Linked DNA regions of Arabidopsis thaliana: region 2 is linked to region 1. Evidence: chromatin contacts called from public ChIA-PET data. All regions are on one chromosome and are shown on one strand. Each heading gives the region's core, a stretch centred on a gene start, on an enhancer-like site or on the middle of the called end of the contact. The rest is flanking DNA. Distances are from core to core; before and after follow the strand shown.

Region 1 (3,229 bases), core at 573-3,072:
TGATGCCTTAAGATCAATGAACACACACAAACGAAATGTTCTTGCTGTTCGAAATCAAGCTGCGAGTACTATAATCACGATCAGGAGAACAATGCCAAATATCACCAAGAGCAAGCATGTCTGCGTGTAAACAAGATCAACACATTAGCCTAAGGTTTCCAAAAAACATTCAGTCACTGTTTTTGTCTGAAAACTTTTTTGAGTGTTTTACCAGAGAGGAGTTTGATTTTTGTGTTTTCGCGGCTTGCACAAGCTGAGATTTTCCTTGTGAAGTTGCAGCACGGGAGTTGTCAATGTGAGTACCAATATCATCTGCAAGAAAGAAAAAAGTGAGTTCTCTAACTGCAGCTTCAAGGGCATGTTCTAATTAAGTTTAATAGATTGTCTTTACCTATCATGACTCCTTGATCGTTAACCAGAACCGCAAGATCTTTGAATATCTCGTTAACCTCACCAATTTGCTGATGGATTTCTTGTATTCCTTGCTCTCTTTCTTCAATCACAGCCTCGTTGAATGCAATCTCGTTGTCTAACAATACAAGTTCTTGTCTACAACAATCAAGCAAAGGAGAAAATAAGTTGCATCAACAATCAAGCAAAGGAGAAAATAAGTTGCATCATATAAGAGATGTGTAAAAGAATATTTTTTCGATATCACCTACCTTTTCGACTCCTGAAGTTGTGCCCGCTGTTCCGGTACCTTATCCACCTCACCCGCCGTATAGCTATATACGGAGTCAGACAAGAAAAATAAGGAACATGATTATCAAAACCACACAAACAATTCACAAAGTGATGCTTTTTGCTTATGATAATCACACTTCTAATTCGAATTCGAGCTTAACATACATGAAACCACATATAATCAATCAGTCACGTTACCTAGAGGGAAGAGCAGATTGAGGCACGAAAGGAGTATAAGTGGTTTCTCTTTCAGCAGCAGTTTGTTGAGCTTTCTGAAACTCTTTTAAAACAGCTTGAAAGTCCCTTGCAAGCTTAGCATCTGCAATCTTCTTACTTGGCTACACAATTACACAACAATCAAACACACAACAAAGAGTCGCTTAAAAACCAAACAAGAAGAAAAAGATTCCACTTTACATTGACACCGCTTTGATGATCAGTTTCACTAGCTTCTTTAAGTTTAGCTGAAGTATCCTTCACAAGCTGTCCAATATGCAACCTTGTCTTGTGCCTATCACAACAAAATCCGAATAATAATTTCTAAATTCAGAATCCACAAAAAAAAAAAAGCAATCAAAATTGAAATCAAAAATTCAATTTTTTTTATCAAATGAAATTTAGATTTCAATTTCAACATACAGCTTCTCCCGGAGCTCCGGTGTATCTTTGGGAGTACCAAGTGTGTTAACGAGTCGCTGAAACGTGGAGACTCCGGTATTGATCTGGAATATTCCAGAAGCAACGGCTTGTGTCGAATCTTGTCGACCACCATTGAATTTCCTCGTTGATCTTCCTCTTCCTGATTCTAAATCTTGAAAACTCATCTTCTTCGCGAAACCTCTTTTTTTCCTGGAAAAATTGGATCTACAAAAAGATTGAGAAATTGGTTATCGGAGTTTTCTCTAATCTCTGAGAAAAAAAAAACGAAGGTCAAGGCGTGGATCGTGGAGACAGATAGACGAAGATTGAAAAGCGTTTTCGAAAAAATCCCAAACTGATTTTAATTGAGAAGAAAAAGCTGAGATAAAGTTGTTTCCTTTTTGATCCTTTTATTTCTATATATTTAGTAACCTCTCCTCGTTTCTGTTTTTCTTGCCAAATTAAACAATTGGTTTGGTTTATTGAGATTTTGGTTTGGGTCAGTTTGTTTTTATTTTTGATTTGATTCAGTTTTAGTTAATAAACAATAATTTTTAGTTAGTTTATATATTAATATGATTATATTTTTTCTCAATATGTGTAAATAGTTAAAATGTAAAGTTTTAATAAAACATTTATTTGGTTTGGTTTAGTTCAGATACAATCAAATCAGTTTATATAAGATTCCACTACGGTTTAAACAGTTCAATTTGGTTCGGTGCCCTTAGTTTAACTATTTTAGGTGAAAGTTTAATAATGAAAAGTAGGTCTGGGCACGAAGCGAATATTCGGAAAAATTGTGATATTTGTTATTCGATTCGTTTTAACCGAATACTTGATTTTATGATTTGCTTTGATTCGAAACTTTCCGGATATCCGGAATTTCGAATATCCGGATTTTTTTGTGATATTTGCGGATATCCGCTTTGATACGTATAAATATTTTAAAAAAATATATAAACTATATAACCATATCAGATATTCAAAGTTTTTATTTAACATGCTTTCAAAATAAGTTCTAAATACCAAATATAACCTTTGTTGTTATCACCGGTCAACAAAAATGTTATCAAACTAATTCCAAAAACTAAAACTCGATAGTTTTTGATGTCATTGATCAAAACATAACATAAAAAAAAATATCAAACAAACATCTTAACATAAAAACATAAGGTAGCAACAATACACAAACTATTTATGATATCTATATATAGATATAACTATATATTCTAATATATATCAAAAGATACGGATCGAAGCGGATATTTGATTTTTTAAAAAACAATATTTGCTATTTGATTCGGTTTTTACGAATACTACATTTTCCTATTTGCTTTGGTCCAAAATCTTACGGAAATTCGGATTTTTCGAATCAAATCAAATCGAATACCGAATCGAAGCGGATCGATCGAATATTTTGCCCAGCCCTAATGGAAAGTGTTAATGTAATTACTTTATCAGCATTTTTTTCGCAAGATTTCCAATGATGAGGTTATTAAACTTTACTACATGTGAAAAGCAGAAACGGTTTTGGACACGTGGACGACAGATAGTGGTTGATAATGTGATTATGTCACGTCTTTTGTTTTGTTTTAAACGTAAGTACTATATGATTAAAATTTAATTAGAATCTTTCCCGACAAAGAAATAGCTAAGCACGACCTTTTTCTTCCTTGAAGTCGCCGGCGAGACAAAAAAAAAAAAACATAATCCCGACGGTTACACGTACCGGAGAATTGTATTTAAATTGAATCCGCTTTGTATTTTCCTCACAGCCAAAGATTTTTCCTTACTAGGATTTTCATTTTCTCTTCTGTTTTCGTTTCAAATTCAGAAAATCTTCCGTTTCAATCCGGTTTATATCGGTTTTTAGCAATGTCGGTGAGTACTCCTTCATATCCGATTA
Region 2 (3,216 bases), core at 293-2,792, 33 kb after region 1:
CGTTTTCGCTGACTTCACAAAACTAATCATTATACCTAACTCATCACAGTTTATTTATTTATAAGAAAAGAGAAACCGAAATTAAGAATGGACCAATGGATTTCTGTTGGGATAATGGCTTTAACCGGGAACCGGAAAACCCGGTGAGCTCACCACCACCCACAGTAACAGTAACCAAGAAAAACAATTGTCTTCCCAATGCACCTGCCACGTGTATAGAGACAGTACAGAAGTGTCACCACGTTTCGACTTTCTGTTGTTTAAATGACTTGAATACCCTCCGTTATGACACTATTTTACTGTTTGAAGGAAACGCAAGATTGATGAAACGGCGTTTTAATGGGTTGGCAGCGTTTGGTTGAACCACCTAACAACCACCACTTTCCTTCACACTTATAGTTCCTTTTTTTTTATTTTTTTATTTTATTTTCTGTTGGGAATCTATTTTTTCTTTATTTTTTTATTAAGCATTTGGTCTTAAACAATTATAAAAATAAAGCTGATTGGTACAAGTATTAAAAAGGAAAAAAGGCTGACTGATAATGGAGTTGATTAGCTACAGCTATAGATTAATAATAGCTGAAACCTTTTATTTAATATTTGTTTACTGGAAAATAGTGGTTGTAAATTTCAAACAAATAAAATGTACATCTTTTTAAATTTAGAACAAATATAACAAAAGTAAACATTAGTTTGTTAGAAATTTTTAAAAATATAAAAATATTTAATTTTTGATTAGACTATTCACTTTTTCTTTAAATAAGATATATTTTAATATGATTGGATTATACTTTGCTTAAAATCTTGGGATGTTTATGAAATGACTTAAAAATTCTTAAAATAGATCATGACCGCACCAATCGCAGCAAAACGGTAGGAGCGTTCATTAGACACCTAATTGGCTAATTGATATGGCTTGTGAAGAATTTGGGAACCTTCCCGATATTCACCAATATTTAATTATAATTTGTTGTTTTCTTTAGAATTTTAATTAGGAACGGCTTTTGTGTTAAAATTACGGTGGCCACTAAAGCATACACGTTTTGGAGTATAAAACTATAAATTATACATTCATAACAATTTTTTCCGGTTTTCCAAGTTTCTTCCTCTCTCGGTCCTCTTTTAGCATCTCTACAGTTTCTCTCTCCTCTACCGCCGGAAAAAAAAAACGATTTCTCCGGCCGGTTTTGGTTTCTCCGTTCCGTTAATAGCCTTCGTTTTCTCGTCCTTGGAATCGTCCTCTGGTTGATTTCTGAATGTTCGTTTGACTCGGCTACGCGGCGATTCGGATCTCCGTGTTTGACTCGGTCCCTGGCTCGTTACGCGGCGTTTTCGTAGAATGTGGTTTACTTTGTTTGCATGCCAGGCTTTGTATTGAATTCGTGGGGCGAGATCGTGATCTAGGGTTTCGTCTCTGTTCTTTTGGTTCGTTGCTTGTTGTGGTCGCTTTTTGTTTCTTAATCCGGCTGAAGAAAACGAAAGTCTACAGAGATAATAGATTACGGAATGATATGGTGAGATGATTTCCCCTCTCTGATTTTAGTCAATTTTGTTGTTTAACGATTTTGGAATTCTCGTGAATTTTTGTTGTTAACGATTTTGTTGGATCAGATCTCTAACATTGCTCGATTTTTTTAGAGTTTCTGCTATTTTTTTTCTTGAATTGGTTACTCTTTTTTTTACTCTGCTTCGTTGTTTGATCCTTCTCTATGGAGAATCTCACGTTTTGTTGCTATTTTTGTGAACTTGAGATTTGAGCTCTGTTGAAATGGCGGCGAATCTTCACGTAGGTCAAATGATTGTGTGTATGAGAGGAAGTTGTCGATGGTTTCTAAGTTGTGACTCGCGTTCTTCGAGGGTGTTGAAATTAGAAATTGTCACATTCTTTGACTTTGTAGGGTATTGGTCAAAGAGATAAGGCTGTACCAGGAAGTGAAAATGCTTATATACCTTTTGAAACTTCTAGGTGTTGACTGTTTCCGTTTTCTGTGTTCACTTTTTATGTTTCTTAGCTTTTTGTGGAGTTATAATATTTTGGAGCTATAGTGGGTTAAGTGTGAATGGTTGACCTATTGTGTATCTATGACTCCTGTATATGGTATTTGTAGTATGAACTTTTGATATGTATCTAGAGGAATGTTTGCTGACACTTGGTTTTGTCAGGCGGAAAGGAGGATCTGCTTGTCTAAAGAGGCTAAGGATGGGTTAGAATTTCTGAAACGTAAAAAGCTTCAAAAAATGAGATCAGACTCTGTCAATGAAACAGTAGGCTTCAGCACAATGGCTAGAAGTGGTGGTGATGCTTTGAGACCAACTTCAGCGTCATGTGGAATGAGATTACGGGTAACTTCTAGTGATACAGTATCTAAAGTGCATGGTGCATCTACTGTGAGAGGTGGCTTGATGAAGGAAAAAGTGGAGAAGCTTGAGACAGATGATCTAAAATGGACCGAGAGGCTTCCAGAATGTCCTGTCTACAGACCAACAAAGGAGGAGTTTGAGGATCCTCTGACTTATTTGCAGAAGATTTTCCCAGAAGCTTCAAAATATGGTAAAACAAAAATCTCAATATGCAAGTAGTAGAATTGTGCTTCTTAATTTTCATGGCTTCATAAGTTTGTTGAAGCCATTGATTGGTGTTGTCTATAAAATGGAAAGAAAAATGTGATGTAGGCAATATAGAAGACTTGTATCCTTTCATAGACATTTAACTGTAATTAATCTCATTATGTATTTCTATCCAATCTCATATTCTGCCTCTGTCGTTTGTAGGTATTTGCAAGATTGTATCTCCTTTGACAGCAACAGTTCCTGCTGGCGCTGTGTTGATGAAAGAGAAATCAAACTTTAAGTTCACTACCAGAGTACAACCCCTTCGACTTGCTGAGTGGGATTCTGATGATAAAGTTACATTCTTCATGAGTGGGAGGTTTGTTATTAAACCTATTACCATTTAGCTCTACATCTTCACTTTATAGTTTGTATTTAATTATTTGTAAACTACTCAGGACCTATACATTTCGCGACTATGAGAAAATGGCGAACAAGGTATTTGCACGCAGATATTGCAGTGGTGGCTCTTTGCCCGACTCATTCTTGGAGAAAGAATTCTGGAAGGAAATTGCGTGTGGCAAGACTGAAACAGTTGAGTATGCGTGTGATGTAGATGGTAGCGCATTTTCATCTGCACCAGGTGACCCACTAGGAAGCAGCAAA

Evidence for each region. ChIA-PET counts read pairs in DNA pulled down with a chosen protein or histone mark.
Region 2: a contact with region 1 is called in an H3K4me3 ChIA-PET map of shoot, with 13 read pairs. The contact joins the promoter of AT5G06885 here to the promoter of VAM3 in region 1. A contact is called at or near these places in 5 of 26 Hi-C or Micro-C datasets (leaf, seedling and shoot), 2 of 2 datasets of contacts at active chromatin or transcription factors (seedling and shoot) and 1 of 3 other capture datasets (root).

The regions. Positions count from the first base shown.
Region 1 is chr5:19,012,288-19,015,516 of TAIR10.1, forward strand. VAM3 (Syntaxin/t-SNARE family protein) reads right to left here and starts at 1,823. Exons shown (of 7, transcript NM_124057.4): 1 at 1,324-1,823; 2 at 1,102-1,195; 3 at 883-1,022; 4 at 663-725; 5 at 392-549; 6 at 212-312; 7 at 1-120. The coding sequence starts at 1,508. The coding sequence ends at 55. AT5G46870 (RNA-binding (RRM/RBD/RNP motifs) family protein) reads left to right here and starts at 2,946. Exons shown (of 5, transcript NM_124058.4): 1 at 2,946-3,204. The coding sequence starts at 3,199.
Region 2 is chr5:19,045,377-19,048,592 of TAIR10.1, forward strand. AT5G06885 (a long non-coding RNA gene) reads right to left here and starts at 1,543. Exons shown (of 1, transcript NR_142958.1): 1 at 1,276-1,543. It overlaps AT5G46910 (Transcription factor jumonji (jmj) family protein / zinc finger (C5HC2 type) family protein), which reads left to right and starts at 963. Exons shown (of 11, transcript NM_124062.3): 1 at 963-1,514; 2 at 2,164-2,551; 3 at 2,773-2,929; 4 at 3,009-3,216. The coding sequence starts at 1,512.